Linked DNA regions of Mus musculus: region 2 is linked to region 1. Evidence: chromatin contacts called from public HiChIP or PLAC-seq data. All regions are on one chromosome and are shown on one strand. The core of a region is the stretch at or near the end of the contact, and the rest is flanking DNA. Distances in the headings are between cores, read along the strand shown.

What was found. HiChIP or PLAC-seq counts read pairs in DNA pulled down with a chosen protein or histone mark.
Region 2: a contact with region 1 is called in a FOXA1 HiChIP or PLAC-seq map of pancreatic cancer cells. The contact joins the promoter of Notch1 here to the promoter of Paxx in region 1. A contact is called at or near these places in 5 of 39 promoter capture datasets (the SN4741 cell line, embryonic stem cells, liver and 1 more) and 2 of 115 datasets of contacts at active chromatin or transcription factors (pancreatic cancer cells and pro-B cells).

The regions. Positions count from the first base shown.
Region 1 is chr2:25,458,632-25,463,739 of GRCm38.p6, forward strand. Paxx (non-homologous end joining factor) reads right to left here and starts at 2,463. Exons shown (of 7, transcript NM_153557.1): 1 at 2,156-2,463; 2 at 2,024-2,084; 3 at 1,814-1,863; 4 at 1,536-1,726; 5 at 1,378-1,443; 6 at 1,144-1,228; 7 at 857-1,070. The coding sequence starts at 2,280. The coding sequence ends at 1,031. Clic3 (chloride intracellular channel 3) reads left to right here. Exons shown (of 6, transcript NM_027085.3): 6 at 1-141. The coding sequence ends at 92.
Region 2 is chr2:26,501,693-26,506,800 of GRCm38.p6, forward strand. It overlaps Notch1 (notch 1), which reads right to left and starts at 2,130. Exons shown (of 34, transcript NM_008714.3): 1 at 1,806-2,130; 2 at 189-267. The coding sequence starts at 1,866. Gm35978 (predicted gene, 35978) reads left to right here and starts at 2,235. Exons shown (of 2, transcript NR_132655.1): 1 at 2,235-3,137; 2 at 3,472-3,655.

The DNA.
Region 1 (5,108 bases), core at 1,213-3,712:
ACAGTGCGTTGCAGAAGAAGGAGTTCAAGTATACGTGTCCACACAGCGCAGAGATCCTGGCTGCCTACCAGCCTGCTGTGCACCCCCGTTAGCCCCACTACTTCCATACACTCATCTGCAGCCCCATAAAGCATCTCTGCCCCAAGTAATTGTGTCCTGAACGTCCAAATGGCCAGAGACCCACAACTACACCACCTCAACCCTATGGTGAGAAACATAGTTAAAGGTGGTGTCCCCAAATGCTGAAGACAAGAGAGTCCACTGGACAAAGCACAATTCACCCTCCTCCATGGTGTGGAACAAAGGCCTGGGGCCCTTTACAGCTGCCCCAGCACGGAGGCATCAGGGATCTAGGGGATTGGATTAGTCTCCCAAACCAGTCAGGCCAGAGCTGGGCGGGGTGCCCTGGATGGCCAAGGAGGGTGGGGAGCCCCATGAAGCTCAGCCTCTGGGATCCTGGCCAAGTGGGTGGGGGCAGGCCTCCATTCCTCAGTCCAGCCACAGACTGTGGGCCAACCATATCTCCTATAAGGGGCTTCTACTGTCTAATGCCCTCTGGTGGCCTCCAAGACAACGCCTCTGTGCTACCTGGGTGGGGCTTGCAAGTGTGGGACATCTAAGCCTTAGAGAGTTCTGGCTCTACCAGACCAGGACGCTCTCAGCTTCTGTGCTGGCCACGCAGAATCAACACAGTAGGTCTGAGAAAGCTCTGCTGCCTGCCTTAAGACCTAGGCGGGAGAGCCTCCTGGATGCCGAGAGCCTGATGCATCTGTTTGCCTCCCAGGGCTCCACAGTACACCAGAGGGGTCTTCTCGTGCCCCCTCCCCAAGGCCAATCTTCACAACTCAAGTCTGGCCTAGCATCTCTCCCCGAGGGAGCAGTTTATTTGACGGAGAAGGGATGAGAGGCACCTTTGCCCAACAGCAGGACCACAGGGGAAGTGAAGCAAGGGGTGTCTCTGATTAGGGGGTCCTAGATCTCCCCTTTCCTTGCAGGCAGGCTCCTGGCCAAGTAACAGGCTTTGCTGTCCTCAGGTCTCATCAAAGTCTACACCAGCAGCTGGTTTCTTACTAGAAGACAAGAGTATGTAAATACATAGAAGAAAAGGAAGGGACCAGGGCAGGGGAGACAGGTGGCAAGTACCTTTTGAAGCCAGGGTTAATGAGAGACTCCCCTGGACACCGTCTCCTGACCCCAGGCCCAGAGCTGCCTCTCTGGTGATCAAGTTCTGCCAGAAAATAGGATCAGGGAAATCTTGAACTCCAAAGAACCCTGGCCAGAACTCTGTCCACATGGAAAGATTCTCCCATGAGACATCTGGAGAGGCAGTTCCAGAGAAAGAGCAGCCCCAGCCCACATGCCAGGCCCACCCCTTACCTGGTAAGAACTGAGTGCCTGCTGGCTGGGTGTTCTTCTTGGGGCTAGTGATGGTCTCTTCTGCAGCTAAGAGAGAGTCGTGGCATCTCACTCAATGCCAGGAGGGTCTGCAAAAGCATGCCCCTGAGGGAAGGTACAGGTGCCCACACATACAGTACCTGCCAGCCGCCTCTCTAGGTTGCATACATGCTCTGCCAGGCTGAGAGTCAAAGCCTGCAGCCTGGGGGCTGCCTCCGGGCTGGGCACCTTGGAGAGGTCAAAGGCCAGGGCAGGGGTATCCCCTGAAAGGGTTATCAATGCTCTGTCTTCTTGCAGGCTTACAGTTACTGCCTGCTGTTGGCAGGCTGCCCTAAGGAGGGAGATGTGTGTTATGGCCAGGATGTGTTAGCACTACCCCAAGCTTCTCATTCACATGGCCTCCCTAACTGGAACTCACCTGAACCGGGAATGGATATCTTCAGCCCCACTTAGGCCAAATCGGGCTTTCTGCTGGGAACAAGGAATTGTCACTAACCCCGCCCAGGACCCTGGACCCACTGGACATTCCAAACTGCCCTACCCTGGAAATGCTATTAGAACCACTGCCACGGGGAGGGGGAGGGTGGCAAGCTACCAGCTGTCTCCTATCCCCAGCACTGTTACTCACGAGCCTCGCCAGGCTGTCAGGCGAGAAGCAGGTGCTCCAGAGCTCGGCGGCGTCCGTCACACTGGGTGGGAGGGGCTGTCAGGCACCGTGCCCGCTATGCTCCCGCACCCCACATCCCTAGACTCCACTCACTAGAGGTTGAAGTCGTCGCGGTCCCCGTCTCCACCACTATCCCGCTCGCAGTAGCACACCAGGCGGGGGGAGCCCGAACCCGGCGGCAGAATACAAAGCGGCAGCGACAACAACGGAGGAGCCATGACAGCAGGGCGGTCTCGCCGCAGGAGCCAAGTTAGATGTGGGCTGAGGGCGCCTGCGCAGAAGTACAAACTCGGTGACTCACAATCTAAGGTGTTCGCTCGGCGGCGGAACTTCTGGTTTCTGGAGGGACGGAAGGACGAGGCGATGGGCGGTACTCAAGGTTGACATTGTTTCCGGGTACCAGGCATTAAGTAAGAGGCTGACTAAAGGGCGGGGTTTAGCACGTGGGGCGGGGCGGGAAGCACTCGGAGGGCGGGGCTTAGCGCATTAGCTACTCAGTGCTATTCTGGGCTCTGTTCTTTGGCCCTTGCATCCAAACAGAGATCTACTATGGTCTCACTCCTTGTGCTCTTCCGCTTTTCTGGGTCCTTCTTAGCAACATATCTGCCGCTCTTCAATGCCGGTCTTCTTTCCTATCTATCCCCCAAGGGCTTGTACTGCAGGGCCTCCAAACTGTTGGTCACTTGTCCCTTCCTGTCACTTTAGATATAAACACATCTCTTTCTAAAGCTGAGTTGTAACAAACCAAAATACAAGAGTAAGTACAGTACATGTGGAAACGTTTGGAGATGCAGTTTTCTCCCGGGCAATACCCTCCCATTGTCTGAGTCACCACCCTCTGTGTGATACCTGTCAGCCCTGAGGACACCTTCACCAACAGGAGGTCTCTGGAACCTGAGATCTAATGGGAGAGATGACTAGTCCGACAGGACAGCACTCACACTGCAGCAAATGCTCATGAGAATCCACACAGGGCCTGCATAGTAGGGGCTGATGCCACCTGCAGAGAATGGAGCCCAGCAAAGGGTGTGCTCAGGAGGAGGCCTGATGGGAACAGAAGTCTTCCCAAGGCTGTGGAAGAGGGCTAGCATGAACCTATGAGAACCATGGTGAGAGTGGTTAGTAACTTGGTGAACTGTGCTAACATTTGAAAAGTGCCATCAGCCAAACATACTCAATTCCCACTTTCCTCTAGTTTTGCTCAACCCTGCTGAGGCTCCGGACTAGAGCCTTTGCGTGCATGGGTTTTTGCCTGTCTCCAGCCGGGTGTACTTACCTGTAGTTCTTTTGAAAGTGTCCTCTTGAGGATCCATGTAGAACATTTCACCTCTGCTCAAGTCTCCATCCCTCTCTCCCATGTCTTACTTTCCCTGCTTTTCACTGTGTACCGTACATCCTGGTTTTAGGAGTTTCTGGCTCAGCCTTGATGTCTGCCTGCATCTCCACCATTGTCTGACCCCCTCCTAGAAGCTGCATCTAAGGTCTTGCTTCTATTCTAGCCACTGGAATATGGCAGAAATGATGTCTGTCATTTCTCCCATCCCTACTGCATTGCTCACCACAGCACAAGGCAACCCAGGAAAACCTTTGATATTAAAGTATGGAGGCCTGCCTGTGCCAGAGCCAGAGCCAGAGCCAGAGCCAGAGCCAGAGCCAGAGCCAGAGCCAGAGCCAGAGCCAGAGCCAGAGCCAGAGTCAGAGCCAGAGCCCCAGAGCCAGAGCCAGAGGCAGAGGCAGAGCCAGAGGCAGAGCCAGAGGCAGAGCCAGAGCCAGAGCCAGAGCCAGAGCCAGAGCCAGAGCCAGAGCCAGGAAGCAGAGTCCTGTCCAGGCCTCAGGTCTGGGAGATGGTGAACGGCATCCTCTTCCACTCGAGGGGCCTGTCCCAGACCTTAAGGACCTGGAGATATCGCTGCTTCTTGTTCTAGGCTGCTAAAGTCTGCAAGGATTTGTTTCTCAGCCTCCCATGGAGCTGCTGGTTTTGTTTGTTTGCTTTGTTTTGTTTGTTTTACCAATTTGAGTGAAAAACTTTAAACCGACTACAAAGCAGAAATAACAGCATAATGAGCCCCAGATGGACGAATTATCAACATTTTGACAAATTTACAATCAATATTTTTATTAAATTCTATTTTATTTTATTAATTTTTGCATAATATTCACATTACAGGTGTCACTGAACTATACCCTCAAACATTTCGGGACAATTTTGTCTCTTCAAACATTGGTACTTCAGGGCGTGGTGGAACACACTTGTAAATCCAGATGGAAAGGCTGAAGCCCAAGGATCCCAGGTACCTGCTCAGCAGGAGTACACAACAGGGTCCTAGCACACACACAAAAGCCAAACAAGTTATACTGTGTCCAGTATAAACACAGAAATAATACACTTACCTTCCTGTGTGTGTGTTCTACATATTCACATGTACACACATATGTGCAAGTAGAGACCAGAGCCAATGTGAGCACCTCCCTCAGTTTATTATTATTATTATTATTATTATTATTATTAAGCATTTCTATTCATTTTATTGTGAGTGGGTGTATGTGTGTCATGGTACAGAGGTCAGAAGTCAAAGGGCAGTTAGTTTTCTTCTTCCATCCTTAGGTCCCAGGGATCAAACTCAGGTCATAAGCCTTAGTAGCAAGTACCTTTACCTTTAGAGGCATCTCAGTGACCTTCTATTTGATGTACTTGAAAGCTGAATCTGTCTACAGTGGCTCCCGGGACCCAGGGCACACATGGAACAGGGTGGAATGTGGCTTGCCTCATGTAATTGCTGTTCCAAAGCGGGAGCTTCTGGGCAGCTAAACCAGCCGTATCATACTCTTAGGCTAGATGCTGGGGACTACAGGGTCCAAGAAGGGCCTTTAGGCACCTTGGGTCTTCCCACGAAGAACTAAGGTATAGTCCTTTCCCTGAAGGTACTGCCCTAAAGGACCCAGCCTATGTGGTTTCCAGACTTAGACAGGCCTTGCCACCCACCACCCACTCTCTGACTCCCCTATGAAACACTGCTTCTGTCAGCCTCACCAAAGTGTTTATTGT
Region 2 (5,108 bases), core at 880-3,379, 1.0 Mb after region 1:
AGTAGCTCCACACGCGGCATAATTGCTGGTGATTAAGTAATTGCCAGACTTTGTCCAATAAAAGTCAGCACGTGACTGCACTCAGCCTCGGGGCTGTCTTCCGAAGACAATAGCCCAGTGTTCTGTCCCCAGAAGGCAGGGGCTCTGCTCTGACAAAAGCAACAGGTCCCCTCAGGGGCGGTACTCACACACAGGCTTCAGTGCCGTTGGCCACTTCGCACCTCCCTCCATTCAGGCAGGTCCCACTTGGCTGGGAGCATCTCAAGCCTGGGGGAAGGTCAGAAGAGAGAGGTCAGGCTTGGTTCTGGGCACCTAACTCCTTATAGTCCTGATGGTGGACGGAGATTAAAGCCATGGTGCCTATGCACTAGAGTTATTGGCAGTCCTGAGGGGGTGCGGGACGCGGTGGGGGGGGCGGCTTACGAATCAATGTTCTGCTCACAGTATTGTAGTCAAAAACTAGTGGGGAAAGGATAGGCTGGCTAGGTGGCAGGTGTACCGCCCCACTCATAGTGAGGCGAAGTGGACGGCAACAGAAAGACTTAGCAAATTCTCCCAAACTTCTAACCACACAGCCAAAGTGGGAGGGGATTAAGGTGCCCAGCAAAGCCCCCCGACAAGCCTCCACCCTTGCCTCAGTTCAAACACAAGATACGAGGGGACCGCAGGAGGGAGGGGGTGGCCACACTCAGCTCCCCGGATCGTGGGAAAAAGCGACAGCTGCGGAGCCCGCCACCCCGCCCTCCAACAAAGCGCCGGCCCGGGAATCAGAGCGGCCCATTGTCGCGCCAGGGCCGCCTCCTGGGGCAGCGGGGCCGCACCCGGAGACCTGCCCCGCCTACTCCGACACCCAATACCTGTTCGCAGGCATCTCCAGGGGCAGCCCCCGCCGCACCCAGGGAGGGGGTCTTAGAAACCCCACTTAGAAGGAATTCCACCCCGTTCTCGGGAAGGGGCTATTATTAATCAAGCCCCTCCCACGCCATCTTAAAGAGCTCTAAAAATTAAGCCTCGATGTAGGGCTGAGCTCGAGCGTCACATAAAACCCCACTTTTAAGGAAAGGGCAGGCAGTTCTCTCCTTCGATTACTGGGAGAAGAGTGCAGTTGGTTACTACAACAGGAGTACCCCGTTCTGTGAAGCCGGAAGGGAAATAAGGGCTCCCCTCTCCGGCTCCCGTTCCAATCAGCACAGGATTTTCAAACTTCCGAAATGAGTCAGTCCCACGCCCACCCTAGGCAGCAAGCCGCCTGCACATCGCCCCTCTTCGAAAGTTTGATTCCGGCTAGGGGACAGCGATCCCAAAACCCCATACTAGGAGTCCAGGGCACATCGTCTCTGCCCCGCTCTAAGTAAGCAACGAGAGTATAGCGCCCCTGACCTCACACTGCACCCCAACATCCGCCCTAGCACGGGCCGGAGGCAAAGAAGAATGAAAATAAATGGTCCCAAGAAGCAACAGGAAACCAAAACCGATTCGATTCAAATCGAAAAGTAGAGGCGCAAGCAGCATGTCCGCCCCCGCGGCGAGCCCCAGGAGCGTCTACCCAAGTGCGAGCCAGGGTTGGGCCTCCGGGGCCCCATACCACACTTCCAGCGTCTTTGGGCGCTATGAGAAAAGTGGGTACCCCTGGAAAGAGAAGGGTCCTCCTCACACGCCAGGACACCAGGTCCCACGGTCCCGTCCACCCGCTCTGGCTCTCAACTCTGGCAGCTGGTCCCTTACTCCTATCTACCCAAAGCGTGCGCAGGGCGCAACAGAAGTTTCTGAAAGGCGCCCGAAGTTGCGGGCTCGCGGGAGCCTACCTCTTGCGGCGAGCGCGGGCAGCAGCGTTAGGCAGAGCAAGGGCGTCAGGAGCCGTGGCATGCCTGCTCGCCAGCTGCCCGCAGCCCGGGCGGCGGCCTCTTGGGGTGGCCGGCGGGGATCGGACGTTGACGCACACCACCGGCGGTCCCGCAGGCGTCCACCCTCTGATGCCCTCTTTCCTGGCGGGTGGGCGGCGCTGGGCTCTCAGCGGCGCTGGGCCCTACAAGGCACCCGGGCTCGTTCCTTCACTGCGCTCGCACCCGCGCCCAGCGCCCGCGCCCTGCGCCCCACGCCCCTGCGCTCCCTCCCGCGGCAGAGGCACTAGTGAGGCTCTGAGCGGGCGGGCGCTCCGCCCCTATGGGGGCCCGCCCCTGCCCCGCCCCATCCCAGCGGGCTCCGCCCCTGGTTCCTGCGAACCCTTACCCCCTTGTGGACCCTGTCCCTCCCAGCGCTTTGGTGGGTTCTGCGCCTGTCCGGGCTAGGGAGCGCGTCCCGAGCCAGGATCTAAGGATCTTATGGTTCGCAAGACAAGGAGGAATGGAGGGGTGTATGGAATGGGCATCTAGGAACTACTTCTTGTTCGAAAGTTTACAGAGACCAAAAGTTTGAGCTGGCGCTGCGGAAGGATCAGGCTTTGTGTGTAGCCGCCCTCTGCGACATTTGGCCAGAATTTGCATTTCAATAGTAGAGGAGGTACGGGTCTTGTGGGAAAGGAAAGCTGCACGGGGAACCAGCTCCATCCTGGAGTTAGGTCTAGGACCGTGGGCAGGAGCAGCTGAAGTCAAGTTTGGGGGGAATCCTGGGGCAGGAGTTTAAATGTGGCGCCCTGGCAGCGTTGCGCGTGTCCTGTCCCTAGGGCTCCACTCCTGGGAGCTGTTTGGTCTCGGCTATAGGCATCAGGAGGATTGAGGCCAGGCACTCTTAGCCATGACTTCCGGAACGCTTGACCTTAAACGATGATGGCGTCGCGCCCGCAGCCTCTGTAGAAGGGAGTTCGGGGCTCCCTAAGGGAACTCCCCAAGGACTAGTGCCTTGCTGGACAGATTGCGCTCTCGATTCCCAGCAGGAACCCGAGTCTAGACGTTCCACGGTCACCCTTCTCACTGGTCCCTGGCTGTGTCCGACTTAGGTGGCCTGGGAAAGTGCAGAGTTCCAGTACAATGACTGCTAGCGTCAACACAGCCTCTCATGCTTTATCTCCACCTTGATGTTTGGACATCCTGTGCTAAGCTGCTTAGCACTGGGCGTCCAAGATGCCTTCCTTATCCCTTTGCAGTTAAAGTTCAATGGAATCTGGAACGAACAACACCTCCCCATCCTAAAACACGGTGGTGAGTTCAACAAGGAATAAGGGCCCCAGATTATATTGTCCTAGGACCCTCCCATCTCCCTTGACACACCTGTTCCTGAAAGGCACTAAAGGGCCAGTGCCAACAGCTGTCCAGCCCCCATCTCCTGCTCCTCTCAGAAACTGGCCTCAAGCCTGGGGGTTAGCAGCATGGGGTCAGTACCCGAGAGAAAAAGCGCCCAATGCTACAGAAATATTTATATAAGAGATCTGCAGCTCCAGAGAGCAGTTCCATAGAAGGAACGCCTGACTGCAAGTGCCTCTTCTGAGATGGGTCCTGAAGGCCTCTAACTGCTTATGTGTCGACTATATTCCAGCTTTGTCAGCAGGCAGCCTGACTTGGATACAAAGAAGGCCTTATCCTTCTGGAGTCTGGAGACCTGCGCTGACCTGGCGACATCTGCCTACCTGCCATCCCGTCTGTCCATGGGTGTCTGTATCTCTTCCACTGTCTTTGTCTAGCAATGAGTATGGCTGCACAGCAGACCAGCTGAACACAAACACTTGTTGGCTCTTTTTATAAGTAGAGGCCAACCACACAGGCAGGAGAACTTAGCTGTGGAACCCTGGGACAGCTGAGCCAGAAAAATGGCCTGGGTGGGGGGCAGGGCTCAAGTTCTTGGCAAGTGGGTGTGAAGCTGTTTCACACAGTAGACAGGAGATATTGGTCCTTCTAGTCCTGTGTCTACCAGGAAAAGGGCTTGGAGGGTAAAAACAACCAGCCAACCAACAGAAACAACAGCAACAACAACACCACACACACACACAACACACACACACACACACACACACACACACCAAAACCAAAGCTGTCACTCTTCCTGCTAAATACTCACTCAGCCTCAGATGTTCTGTTGCTGATAGACCTGTAACATTGTAACCACCTGCATCTGCATCGCATCATGAATGCAGACCAGCATGGCCTGGTTGTCCTGGAGGGAGCAGGTCTGTATGCAGGTATGATGGGCAGCATAGAGTCCCAGGAGTACCAGGGGGGTTAGGCCTCCGGAGCCTGGGCTACAGGTGCCTCTCCCTCCTGCAGGATCTCACCTTGTGCCTTGTGGGACCCAGAAGTTAGGGTGCAGGTAGAATGAGACTACCCAGTTCTCAGGAGAGGCTCAGAGATGTCCCTAGGAGAGTAACTGTCAGTCAAGCCAGTTCAGGGCACATGGTATGCTTGGGTGGAGTGACAAAGAGGACAACACAGGGAAGGGGTGCAAGCATGAAGTGGTCCAGGGTGTGAGTGTTCTGTCCTGAGTGGGGTGCTGTCAGAACAGGCAGCTACAGGAACATTCCAGATCACCACCCTCGGAATCCCACTGCTTACAACGCTTGGACTTAGCGATCCAAGAAGTGTCCAACCTAAAGGGTGCTTCCTTCTGACCACTGTGTCCACCACAGCGTGTCTGTCTTCTGGTGGACCCCTGAGCTGGATCCCTGGACTCTGAATCATAGCTACTAACTGACTAGCTTACTTTGGGCCCTTCAAGGCTCTAGGCCTCAGTTTTCCCCCTACTAAGTCAGTAGCTTCCAGTCTACTCTTTCTACTTTAAGTACTGCTTTGAACATTTTTCAGAGGTTTGACTATATCTCCATATGTGCTTTCAATGGCCTGAACTGTTGTTCCAGACAGGCAGGCCAGGGCTGGCTCCCTTGTGACTGGTGTTGGTTACCCCAGCTGTGCCAGTGTGAAAGCACATTCCAGGACCCCTGTCTTGCAAGATGCCCTCTCAGTTCTGGGCTTTCTTCCCAAAAACCCTTGTCAGCTAAGCCTTGGTGATACCTTGTCTGCTTGGGTCTCTGTGGAAGGTCCTGGCCCTGCTGGGTCTCAGTACCAAATACCCAGAAAGGCTTGCTGATTGACACATAACTTAGGGAAACCGAAGGCAATATACCTGGGCCAGCAGGCAAGGTTCACAGGGGTATTGACTAGCCCTTAAGCAAGGGGCAGAAT